Linked DNA regions of Sus scrofa: region 2 is linked to region 1. The links are chromatin contacts, called in public HiChIP or PLAC-seq maps. All regions are on one chromosome and are shown on one strand. The core of a region is the stretch at or near the end of the contact, and the rest is flanking DNA. Distances in the headings are between cores, read along the strand shown.

Evidence for each region. HiChIP or PLAC-seq counts read pairs in DNA pulled down with a chosen protein or histone mark.
Region 2: an H3K27ac HiChIP or PLAC-seq map of skeletal muscle shows a contact between it and region 1, with 7 times the contacts expected there. The contact joins the enhancer-like site here to the promoter of NTN1 in region 1. A contact is called at or near these places in 1 of 5 promoter capture datasets (liver), 5 of 47 Hi-C or Micro-C datasets (epiblast stem cells, mesenteric adipose tissue, retroperitoneal adipose tissue and 1 more) and 1 of 2 datasets of contacts at active chromatin or transcription factors (skeletal muscle).

What each region holds. Positions count from the first base shown.
Region 1 is chr12:54,087,221-54,093,532 of Sscrofa11.1, reverse strand. NTN1 (netrin-1) reads right to left here and starts at 4,066. Exons shown (of 8, transcript NM_001044548.1): 1 at 3,999-4,066.
Region 2 is chr12:54,228,672-54,235,325 of Sscrofa11.1, reverse strand. All of the region lies in intron 3 of NTN1 (netrin-1), which reads right to left. Among named protein-coding and RNA genes, the nearest start is that of TRNAE-UUC, 76 kb to the right of the region's middle. Within about 2 kb of position 1,760, at least 14 of the 83 cell types and tissues checked have an H3K27ac peak or open chromatin away from gene starts, as enhancers often do. A contact at or near this core is called in liver, mesenteric adipose tissue, retroperitoneal adipose tissue and 1 more, where this site is marked.

The sequences.
Region 1 (6,312 bases), core at 2,817-5,316:
ATCCCTGGCCCAGGAACTCCATATGCCACGGGGCAGCCCCAAAATACCAAAAACCAAAACAAAAAACCCCACCAGGATCCACTTCAGTTTGGGGTCAGGTAGATCCCTCCAGACCCAAGTCCCCAGATAGCAGCCACGGTTGTCATCGTGGCCATAATTACGGCCACGGCCGTCATCACGGTCACAGCCATGGTCACCACCGCAGCCATAAGCACCGTCATCGTGGCAGCTCACACTTACAGAACCCCCGATTCGCTCCCAGGCCCAGCCTGGGAACTGGGAGGGTAAGTCTCAGCCAGAGAGCTCGCTGAGGCCGTGGTGGTGGTGAGGAGGCCAGAAGGGAAATTGCGAGAAGTTTCTCTTTCCCAACGGGGAGGGGGAGGGGAAGGCAGACTGTGGGGCCCTGGTCTGAGGGCAACATCTTTCTGGGCTTTTTTTTTGGCCACACCAGCGGTATATGGAGGTTCCCAGGCTAGGGGTCAAATCAGAACTGCAGCTGCCGGCCTACACCACAGCCACAGCAACGCCAGATCCTTAACCCACTGAGCGAGGCCAGGGATCGAACCCACGTCCTCAGGGATGCTGCCTCCTTCATTACCGCTGAGCCACAGCAAGAACTCCCATTAACTCTTTACCCACATGAAGAAGACACCTTGCAGGTCATGCGGGCCTTGCCCGAGAACTCGGATGATCCTGGCACCATTCACACACACACACACACACACACACACACACACACACACACACACACCCCACGTCTCCTGGCTGCAGGGTGAGAGCCAGCCCTTTTCGACAGGAGCCAAGGACCCTCCCTGGGCTGGGTGCCCTCACCCTGGATCCAAGGACTCAAGAGGCAGCTGCCTCCTGCCTGGGCCCCCTCAGCGAGGATCTGATTTTCTCATCATCTGGATAGTCTCAGCGACTCACAGCAAAGGGATGAACCAGCCTGACCTTTCTGGAGGTTTGTTTAAAGCAGAACAATGTTTGTCTTGTCCAAACACTATGAATTACTCCAGAGAATCCTGCCCAGTTTTACAATCCACAGCTACAAACGGCTTACAGAAATAGGGACGCAGCCCCTCCCCTCGCCCCCCTCTGTTCCTAACAGCTCCCCCTGCCTTGGCTTTCTCTGCTCCCCCAGGCCTTCCCCATGCGCCGCCCCCACCTCTTCTCTGAGCCCCAGCCCAGTGAGGGCGCAGGTGTCCAGCCTTCTGGGCCGCAGGGCGCACCTGGGTTATTGCTGGCATGGGTCCCCTCGGGCAGACTGCTCTGCCTCTGCTGGGCAGGGTTCGCCGGGCTAAGGGGGGCCGCCGGGCACCTTTGTACTGCCTGTGTGGGGCCTGCAGTGCAGAGTTAGGTCCAGCTGTGAAAGCCTGTTGGTAACAGGAGGCCCCTAGGTTTGGGGGTGCAACGTCCAGTCAGCCTGGAGTGCACTTAGGCCACTTCTCATCTGGCGGGTGCTCAGCTCTCCCATCAGCTGCTCCCTCTTAGGCTGACATTCAGGGGATCCAGAGGTATCTCCTAGAAGTGTTCCCCCCCACCCCTGACAAGGGGCCTCCAGTAGGGGTGGGAGCTGGCAGATTGTTCTGCCCATCAAATGAGAGTCACCGAAAGCAAGCCAGGCTTGTGGCCTGGGAGGGAAGGGGCTGCTGGGGAAAGAGCCCAGCTCCGGCTCAGCTTGGTGGCCCTAAATATACTTTCTACCCCACCCAAACCGAAAGGCCTTGGGCGGCCTGTTTAAAATGCAGATTTCTGGGTCCCTCCCTAGGCCTGGGGGTTGGAGCGGGTGGCGCAGGAGGAGTTGATACTCAGGGTTTGAGCTTCACTTCTCTGCATGAAATCCTCTCCAGCTCCAGTCCTCTGACCAACTGGCTGGATGACACCACAGGCCACTCCGGGGCTCAGTATCACTGCCGGTAAAATGACTTCAGACTCTTCAAAAGGCCCCTCCCAGCTCTTAGAATGTGTGGAGAGCTGGCTACCAGAACCCAGATGCAGCAAGGCTGGGTGGAAACAGTGCCAGGAAAAAAAAAAATGGAGAGAATCCTTATACTGGGAGGAGAGGTGTGGGTGAAGACTTGGGGAGATGCGGGGGTCGGGGGGGGGGTGCCGCTCAGTGGCTCTTTTACCCAGAGCCCCACGCTTGAGCCAAACGAGACCTCATTCCACCCTCATTCCTTTGCAGACAGAGAAACTGAGACTCAGGAGTGGCTTCCCTCAGAGGCCAGGGAGGGGCGCTGGATTTGATCCCCCACACACTGAGACACCGACGGCCGTTCCGGAAGTTCCTTCCGCCCTTGTCTTTCCAGCCCCTCCGCCCAGTTGCGGGTGGACGTTGGGACCGGAGCTGCTTCTTTTTCCCCCGAGGGGAGGGGCCCACCGGGCAGAAGGGCCCAGGGCCAAATCCGCCCCCGCCAGGTGTACGCGCGGTGAGCCCCCAAGGCAGGAAAAATCAAGGGCCTGGAGCTTCACCGGGAGAGAGCCAAGCCGGCCCTGCCCAACCCGCGGCTTCAGAGCCGGGCTGGGGGCGCTGTCTGGGTGCGGTCCTCGCGGTTGGGGCCGCGGCTGCAGCGTACGATCCCCCTTCCCCAGAGAGCAGGTGTCGCCACCAGGGAGAGGTCCCAGCTTTCAGAGCCTGTGCCTATCCCTTGGAGTGACCCGAAGTCAGAGGATAAAGCACCGTCACCCACTCAAATGATACCCCAGGAGCAGACCCCAGGGTCCACGCAGGAGTAAGAGCTGGAGGCCGCGGAGGGCACTGTGTCACCTTCCCAGCCCCGCGGGCAAAGAGCTGATGTCGCAGTGAACCCGGGATTAAACTTTCGGTCGAGGGTCAGGCAAGCCTTGCCTCTAGGATCAGTGCTTGTGCCCTGGATTCCATTTACAATTTGGAGATCCAGACGCTTGCTGTGTGACCTCGGGCTGCTGCGGTCGGCTCTGGGCCGCGCATCCTCCTCTTTGGCGAACCGCGGGATGTGGGACGGATGTTCCCCCAGCCCAGCTCCAAGGTCCGCGCCTGGAATTAGCTGCGCCTCCGTCTTAGTTTAGCATTTGCTTTTCTAATCAAGCTCTTTGTCCCCTGTGGCCTTAACCCGAGCCCCCTGCTTCTCCGTTTCCCCTCGGGCCCCGCCTGGGTCTCGCTCTCGCCCGACTTTCCCGTCGAAGGCAGTCGAGTGAGTGATTCCCGGGAGCCGCGGCCGAGGCCGGCGGGTCCGCGGCGCGGGCCGGGCTGTATGGAAATGGCCAGAGGAGCCGGCGGGCGCGGCGGCGATTTATTCTGGGAGTGACAGCCCCTTTGAGCACTCAGCGAATGGCATTTTCTGTCTGTGAAAGCCTTTCTTCCCACCTCTGTTCAGATTAGCCCGGGGGATGAATGCGCCCATTATCCAGCCCGCTGACCATTCTGAAACGCCAAATTAATTACTAAGCACTGAATCAGGCGCCGGGGCCGGGGCACTGGGAGGTGTGAAAATAGCGAGCGACTGGAGCTGGGGAAGGCGAGGGGCGCAGCGCCGAGAGGCCGGGCGGGGTGGCCCGGGGCGCGGGCGCGGGCGCGGCGCGGCTGGGGCGGGCTTGGCCGGCCGCCGAGCGCGACCTGCCGGCGTGACCGGACGCGACCGCGGGGCAAGCGGGCTGCCGGGGGCCCCCGGCCGGCGGCAACGCGCGGAGCAAGGGTGGCGGCTCCCGCGGGCTAGGCTCGCCGGAGGCGCGGCCGGAGCGCGCCAAGGGCGCGGGGCGCGGGGCCGCGTCCGGAGCGTGCGCCGAGCGCCGGTGCCTCCTCGGCTTCCCCGCGGGGGACGGCCGCCCCCAGACGGCCCTGGCCCCGCGGCAGCGCCGCCGTCCCCGCCCGGGCGCTCGCCGCTCCAGCTGCCCTCCGAGGCCTTCCAATAACTTGGGCTCCGCCGGGCTACCGCGGCCCCGACCCGAGCTTCCCGAGCGCGGGGCCGCCCGGGGCTGCCCCACCGCGCCCCGACTGCGGCTCGGCGGACGGCACTTACCTCCCGAGGTGCCGGGCGGGAGAGGGAGGCGAGCTCTCGGCGGCTCCCGCTGGAGTGCGCCGGGCGCGGGGAGCGCGCGCCTTTAAGACTCTTCCCCAAGACTCCGCCAGGTGGTGTCAGGCCGGCCGGGCCCTGGCGGCTCCGCACCCCCGCGGCCACCCTGCTTCCCCGCCCGGCGGGGCAGCACCCAGCCACTCGCTCCCACTCGGCGCCCCGCCGCGCCCACTCCAGCGAAGTGGAGCCCGAAGCACCGGAGGATAGGATGGGTATAATTTGGGATCCGCGGATGCTCGCGAGAAAGGCACCCATCCTACCCCTCTAGCTTTAGTGGATGGAGGAATCTCTCTTGGGCCGGAGGCTGGAGTGGGGGAGGGGGAAGAGGCGAGGATTGAGAAGGCTTGTCTAGGACGTGCGATTATGCCCCCACTTTCATCACCCCAGGACGCGCCTTCAAGTCCCCGCGAAACTGGTCCCCTCGCCCTTGATCCAAGATGGCGAGTGACACGCCTCCCCCGGCCACCGCTGAAACGACTGGAGGGATGAAAGAGAGAAGTGTCGCCACTTAAAACTAGGGAAATGTACCCGTCACCCTCCTGAAACAAAACTTTCAGAGGACCCGAGGGGAGGACCCCTCTGAGCTGCAGGAGTCGGCCGGGGACGCGCAGAGAGCAACCCTCGCTCCCGGGCGCCTCCTCCAAGCTGCGGAGGGGGAGTTGAGGCGCGCGGCCCGCACCTGGGGACCCTCTGCCCAGCTCCCCACGCCGCAGGGCACACGTTTGCGAGCGTAAACCAGGGTTCTAGCTTCAGGCCATTGTTCGAATTTTCCAGTATGTGTCTTCTGGTTCAAAAAAAATTTTTTTGACGCTTGTTGAGATTTCCAACTGCGTGAATGCTTAACTCAGCTTTTCTGTCTTCAGTGTTCACTGAGACGTCTTTGATATAAACGTCTTCCTCATTCCGAGTTCCTTATTTTAATTAATTTCTCACACAACTGAAACGCTTGGGGGAAGGGCAGAGAGGGCACTTTTTGAGTACGGCCGAGAATGCCTCTCTATTAACCTACACAGACCCTAGTTAGACATTAGATCCCATAGGACAGAGAATCCACCACCCTTCCGGCTCTGCCAGACAGGGGTGTGGTTAGCATAAAACCAGGGAAATGGGCAGAAAGAGCTTACGTTGATCTGTGATCCGTGATTCAGAGGAGCCATGAAGTGACTCTTTGTGACTAGGCGTTGTTAATTCATCGTGTTCTGATTTTGATGGTTGCAGAAATGTCTCCTCGGTTTTAGAGAAGAGCCTCATTCAGACCTTTCCATCTTTTGGGGGCCATCTGGCTTGAGTTGCCTCCTCTACTAATTGTGCCCTTGGGTTCGTCCCTTCTCTTGTCCCCTTCTCTGCTTCTCCTGGAAAATGAACACGCCGGCTACATGATCTCTGTGCTCCCATCCGGCTCCAACAGTCTGGGAATCTAAAAAGCAACCCCCCCCCCCACGGTAACACACTATTTCATACCAACGAGGACGGATATATAGAAAAGACAGATAATAACAAGTGTGGGCAAGGCTGTGGAGAACTTGGAGGCTTCCTGCACGCCTGGTGGGAATGGAAACAAATTGGAAAAGCCTGGCCGTTGCTCAAAAGGTTACACGTGCAGTCACCTGTGATCCAGGAATTCCACTCCTAGGTAGGTACCCGAGAGAAACGAAAACATATGCCCACACAGACACATGCACGCAAATGTTCGTAGGAGCGTTATTCATGATAGTCTCAAAAAGTAGAACCAACCGAAATGTCCATCAACTGATGGCTAGACCAATACAATGGGGTCTATCCATATAAAGCCACGTTATTCAGCCAGAAGGAGGAATGAAGACTAATACATGCTCCAAGGTGGATGGACCTAGAAGACAGTGAAAAAGTCACCGACAGTCACAGATTTCCTGGTGCCATTTATTATGAAATGTCCAGGGAACGCAAATCTGTAGAGGCAGAAAATAGATGTGTGGTGGCCTAGGGCTGGGGCCGGGGGTTGGGGGCAATGCGGACTGAATGCTAATGCGAGTGGGCTTTCTTCTGAGGGTGGTAGAAATTGATTGGGGCCAGGATTACACAACTCGGTGACTCTACCAAAAGCGTAGTACAGCTTAAGGGGATGGATCGTATGGCATGTGAGTTGTATCACAATACAGATATTATATGAAAAAATACCAACTGTGTCTCTCTTCTTGTGAAGCTTAGAGGATAATTGGGGAATTAGCCATTTCAAGGCCTCTGAATCGCCCAAGGAATCAAGCACCCTCTTCACGCTTCG
Region 2 (6,654 bases), core at 511-3,010, 140 kb before region 1:
GCGAGGGGCCACGAAGCCCTGATTCTCGGGTCCTTGGCTGCGCATCCCACAACCCTCCTCCCAATTCAGACCAGGCCAGAGCGCTGGGGTTGCCCCCCCTTGTCACACTGTGCCCTGAGGCTCCCTCCCTGTGTTCCAAGGACCCGATCCCAGCCATGAAATGACCAGAGGAGTTTGAGGGGACATCCCCTCTACAGCGGACTAAATGGCTGTCCCGCTCCCCTCTGCAAATTCATACGCTGAAGCCCTCACCCCCCACATTAGGAGGTGAAGCCCTTGGGGGGTAACTCAGTTTGACGGAGGTCATGAGGTGGGACCCTCGCGGTGGGCTTAGCGCCCTTATGGGAGGAGGAATTAAGAAGGATCTCTCTACAAGCGCACGGCGAGGCCACAGTCTGCGGAGCAGGAGGCAGCCTCCAGCAGACGCTGAGTCCGAAGGCACCTTCCTCTTGGATTCCCGGCCTCCAAAACCAAGACGTAGCTGTTGTCTAAGTCACCCAGCCCACAGCGGGTTTTTCGGTTTTGTTTGGTTTTGTTTGACCACTGCACCTGCAGCATATGGAAGTTCCCGGGTGAGGAGTCGAATTGGAGCTGCAGCTGCAGCCTATGCCTCAGTCACGGCAAGGCCAGATCCTTAACCCCCTGAGCAAGGCCGGGGATAGGACCTGCATCTTCAGAGAGACAACACTGGGTCCTTAACCCACTGGACCACAACAGGCACTCCTCTGGTCGTTTTGCTAGCGCAGCCCAAGTGGACTAAGACACCCCCTAACTCCGCGATGCTTGAGCAAGATCTGCGGTACCTGCAGATACAGTCCCCTGCCACCCTGGATGCAGGCAGTGGACCCAAAGTGCGGGAAGCCAAGGGGAGGCAGGATGAAGGAGGCCAGTCTTCGGCCTGTCCCCACCTCCCCGGGCCCCCCCGCGCCCTCCCCAGGGAATCCTGGAGAGGGTAGGGAGTTGTCTGCAGGAGGACAGCCTGCAGGAATTTCACTTGGTGCCAGAGCTGCTCTGTTTCTAACCCAAATGGAAAAAATCTCCACGGGAATAAGTGAGAGCGGAGCTCCCCAAAGAGCCAAATTAGCTCTTCCCCGCAGCGGAGCTGCTCAGCGTGAGGCCCGAGGCTCTGGGGGAAGATCCAGCCGCTCCCACCCGGTCGGCCTCGGGCCCAGGAGTGGCTGCGGAGGAGCAGGAGGCAGAGGAAGGAGGAGGGAGGCGGCGGCGGGAAGCAGAGGAAGGTCAGGAACGGTTTGTGAAGCTGTGGACACGAGAGCGCTTCTGGAAGCCCTGGGAGTGGGGGTCGGGGCCACGGGGATTCCGTGTCGGGTTAGAGGAGGGCCGGGGACGCGACCTGGGGGGGACAGGGCACTGTCCCACCCCTCCCCTGTACGGAGCAGCGAGTCCTTTTGTTAGAAACGCATCTTAAATCTATGAATTCAAGTTCATTCCCTTTTGGTTTTTTCTTCCTCTTCCTCCTCTTCTTCCCCCCCCAGCCCGGATGCCTGCTGTGGATGATCATGGGAGGAGGGGAGGTGACCTCTGACCTTCCCCTCCAGCCTCTCAGATCCGTCTGTGATGGGAACGGAGAGGGAGCCCGAGGAGCATCTCTGAGCGGGCCTCATGAGAGCAGAGGGCCCAGCATGGGACCAGGTGCCCAAGCCCGTGACGTGGGCGTGGGCATCGGGTGGCCATGGACTGCCGAGGCTGCTGCCAGCTGACCTCCCGTGGCTGCTTCGCAGGCCTGCTAGTAATCCGGAAAGCCATGCCAAGACGCCCTCCCCGCCGCGCTGACGGAACGCAGCTGTGTGCCAGTAACTTCGGGGCCTTGGACTTGGCCAGACAGAGGTCACCGAAGGTTGCCTGGTCACTGGAGGGTCAGAGCCCACTCACCCCCAGGTCCAGGTCATCTTTGCCGAGGCCGGAGCTGGCCCAGAGCAGAGCCTGGTGGGAAGGGGTGTGCAGCGCCCTCACCCACGGGCCCAGGAAGCAGGTGGACCCTCGATGGCGCGGCTGGCGTGCTGCCAGCTGGGGTGGGCAGAGCTGAGGGCCATCCTCACTGATGCAGGGCAGCTGTGCCACTTTGTGGAGCAGGCACACCCTTAGGCCCATCCTTTGATTAAAAGAGAGGGCGCTTTGCTGTGTGGCTTCCGAATCTTTCTCCCAAGATTCTGCCAGGCCCTTTTGCCTGGATTCCCAGAGACAGGAGGCTGGGCTGCCACGCAAATTACTGCTCCCCAAGAGAAGCTGGCTGGGTCCCAGAGGGCGGGGGCTCTGGAGGCTGCTTAGGGCACCTCCAGGGAGGTAGGCTTCAAGGCCCTTCAAGGAGACAGACCTCGAAGCCTCCGGCCAAGACAAGAATTCCCAGACCCTTATCCTGGCCCCACCCATCTGACTGTAATATACCCTCCCCTTCCTTGAGCCACCTGGCCAACTCCCTCCTGCCCCCGACTAGGAAAGGTATGTGGCCCACTCCTCACCCCACCTCTCTAGAGGCCTTATATGCCCCCAACCAACCAGCAAGTGTATCATAGGACCCCTCTGCCCTCAACCAATCAGCAGGTCAGCAGGTGTATCATGTGACCGCTGCTCTCCCAGGGCTATAAAAACAGACATGACTACATGTTGGGCAGCAGCTCCCCTAGATCATCAGGAAGTCATCCTGCTGCGCTAGCAGCATCCATCTCATATCTCAAACTCTTCTTTCTCTTCACCTCGCCACGCTGGAAAATTCTTCTGACCCATGTGCACAGACCACGACACAAAGGGTGGAACCACCCCCAACGGTGGAGCCCTCCTGCAGCGCAGCACAGCCACCCAGACACCTGGGAACACTCGGGCACATCCACACCCTCCTCCAACACCCTTCTGGTCCTCCCACCAGCTATGAACTTGGCATGACCGTACAGAGGAGCCCACGGACTGAACAGAACTGCCGGCAGAGGGAGCAGCGCTGGGAGATGGAAAGGCCTGATTTCTGAGTGCATCGCCAGGGCCCTCGCCCCCCGGACTGCCCCCAGGCTTCTTGTTCTGCCAGGAGACATACACGCATCCCTAGTGACATCGAGGCCAGGTGGAATCTCCGTTACGTGCAGCCAAATGCGGTCCCAAGAGAGACTTTCACTGTGCTCCTTCTCAATTCCAAGCTACGTGGTCCCAAAGGAAGGCCGCTTCCCCAAAGCCCATGAATAAGGAAAGCCTAAGTTACACCCTCTGTGCAAAGAAGGGTGAGCTTCAAGGTGTGGGGAGCGCTGCCGGGTGACCACAGCCTGCAGTGGGTCCTCGAATGCCTTGGACAAGGGACTTGGCCAGCTGTGTCACAGGAAGCAGGTCTGAGCTGCCCACTGGTTACCAAGGAGACGCCGGCCCTGGTCCTTAGGGAGAGAAAGCCAAAGGGATCCTGCTGTAGCCCCACACCCCGAGACACCCAGACACGTGGAGATGCCACAGACGCTCCTGCACACACAGCGCCACAGCCGGCAGGGGAGCGCAGGGCCACCCTGACTCTGCCGAGAACCAGGTCTGGGTCAGAACATCTTCCGCCACAGGAAGCTGCTGGGTGACTCCTGTTTCCCTGGAAGTCAGCCACTTGGGGCAGAGGTCAGGCCGGTCCCTGGGAAGTCACCCCTCTGCACGCAGCAGGCAGCACCTGGGCCTGGGGCACAACCTACTCGTTTTTCCACAAAGAGGAAGGTGAGAGCAGGCGGAAGCCCGGGGCCTGAGAAGGCAGCAGGGTTCGGTTTCTCACGACCACGCGGGCTGGAGGGCCTCCCAGCTCAGAGGAGAACCAGACTGTCCTTGCTCCAGGTCATCAGCCGGGAACAGCCAGCTCAGGACACACAGATGTTTCAGATGGGCGTCAGGAGATCCCGGTCTGACCCTGCCCTGCCACTAATGCTGTGCGACCCTGGATCAGCGCCTCGCTCTCTCTGAGCCTCCGACGGCTCCCCACTAAGGACAGAGTCCATACTTGCCCTAGAGTCGCTTCCGGCTCAACAGGCTAGGGCTTGGCTTCCACACGGCTCCAAGGATTCAAGGCAGCACGGCCTGCCCCCTGGGGCCATCACCCGCACAGCCACAGTCCAGCACAGTGTCCTGGCTCAGGGCACCGGAAAACCGCTCCTGCGGCCAGGCCTTCCCTCCACACCCAGGGGCCCGACACCACTCCCCGCTGCACTGGGCCGAACCTCCTCTCTGAGATGTGGTTTGTCAGCTCTGAGAAGGGCGCCACAAAGCTGACCTGGAAGGCAGGGCACCCCAATCCCGGAGGCTTGTCCCGAGCCCCTCCTGCTCCCTCTGACAGGCTGCCCTGGAGGCCTGTGGCCTCCGTCGGGGCGGTGCACCCTCTGGGCTGGCCCTCTCTCCACGGCAGCTCACGCCACAGCTGTGGAGATCCATCCTGGGCTCCCGTGGGGACTGGCTCCACGCAGTGACCCCAGGACACCTGCTTGTGGAGGGGAGGGGAGCAGCCCCACGCAGGAGAGAAGAGAGAGCCACCACGGCACCGGGCCTCACTTTAGACGTCCTTCCCGCGGCCACGCCAGGCGTGGAGCACTGGCCTCAAGCTCTGAATGAGTGTTCCCGGAATTCAAACGCTGACGTCCTGACTCCAGTGTCTCAGGATGCGACTGCACCTGGAGGCAGGCTCTTTAAAGAGCAGATAAAGGTAAAATGCAGCCACCAGGCTGGGCCCCAAGCAACACGACTGGTGTCCTCCTAAGACAAGAGGACACAGACACACGCAGAGGGAGCAGTCGTCAGAGCCTCTGTGACCACTTGGGTCCCCCAGCATGTACCCCACAGCAGTCCTCACTGATGCATTGACTTGAGGGCTGTTTCCAAGAGGTGGCCCACGGGGCCTCAGCGGGGACTGCGCTGGGGGTCCAGGCTGAACAGGAGGCTGGCGCGGGGTCGGGGGCAAGGCCTGCACCAACTGCTTCTCTGGGGACCCTGCCCATGGGCAGCCCTGTGCTGGGAGCCTTCTGTGCCGGTCTTTCAAGAAAGGGCCAAACCCCAGGTGCTGGGGGCAGCCCTGCCCAGCCAAGGTCTGGAAGACACACCCCTTCCAGGACCCACTGGGCCTCCAAGGCCCAGAGGGGAGCGTTAGGGAGAGAAACCACCCTGCCCTGAAGCTGTGGTGCTGCTGTCGGTGAAGGTGGCAGCTGCCTAGAGCCAGGCAGGGGGCCCTGGGACTCCAAGGCCCACCTCTGCCTGAGGCGCTGGGTTAGGGCGAAACCCCTCCTCGCCCGCCCGGAGTGAGGCTCTCTGTGTCCTCGGACGCCTCCCACAAAGCAAGCAGGAGCGGGCGGGCGGGCCCTGCCACGTGGGCCAGGCTGAGCTCTGGCTGTTGTGAGGGTCGGGGAGGAGGAGAGAGGATGCTGAAAGTCAGCGGGCTCCAGGGAACGTGTCTGGCCTGGGCCCCGCTGTACCCCAGCTCCCACATGGAGCAGGTGTTCCTAAGCACGTGCTGGATCAGTGCAAACACTCGGGGCCAATCTGCCGCCCTCGCCCTCTCTGTGGGGAAGAGGCCGTTTCGTGGCCCCTGTGAATCTGGAGGAGAGGAGGAGGGACCCACAGGAAAGCTCCTCCTGTCACATCCTAGACCACGGGCGACCTCGCCCACGCACACTGCCCACTCCTAGACTCTCCGTGCTCATGAGGGAGCGAGGAGAATTTAAAGCCACAGATAATCCGCCAGCTTCTTCTCACCTCCTCCGAGGCTCTGCTTTTCTTTCGCCCAGCGGTCGCTAGGAAGGCACAAAAGAGTAAATGTTTCAAGTCGCATGGCCTCTCTTTCCCCCACCGCTTTTGCAGCAAGACGGCAGGGAGTGGAAGGGGGAGCCCCGTAACCCCAAACTGGTTATTGGACCCTCCGAGATCTCGTTAACTCCGGGCTTCCTGCACCTGATTTACAGCTGAGGCGAAAGGCACAGGTCCTACAGATGGTTCCCAGAGTGTGCCCGAGTGTGTGGGTGTGGTCCGCAGGGCATGCACTGGCTCGGGCAGGCACGCAGCAGCTCTACATCTTCTCATTTAGTCTACACCGAAACCCTAGAAGGGACTGTTATTCCCATTTTCAGATGAGAAAACAGAAGCACCAAAGAGTGACCACTTCGCCCTGAGGTGGAACTCGAACCCCGGTCTCAAGAAATCCAAGCTCCGTGCCTTTAAAAGCTCTTCATACCAAGCCTGTGGCTGGGGTCCACCTGCTGCTCCCTGGCAGCAAATGCGATTTCCCAAGTAAAATGCACCTGTTAACTAGGGGAGCGTGAGGATCGGGGGCTTTTCTGCTCAGCCCCGGGCCCCTGGGGACTCTCCAGGAATGTCCATATGGAATCAGGATGAGAGCAGCCTTCAGAGGCAAGGGGACTGACACCCAGGGAGGTGACGAAACTGGCCAGGGGTGCCCAGCAGAATGAGATGGAGGGCTGGGCCTGAAAGATCCCGCTTCAGAAGAGCAGGGGACCTCGAGGGCCGGGTCACAAGATGGGTGACTCTCTTCATCTGTAAAGACTGGGACACCACCACTTGCACCTGATGTCCCGGCTCTGCCAGCTTCTCTGAGCCCTCAAGTCACAAACTTCAGCGACATGAGACATTGTTCTACTGGATCTTTTTTTTTTTTTTGTCTTTTTGCTATTCCTTGGGCCGCTCCCG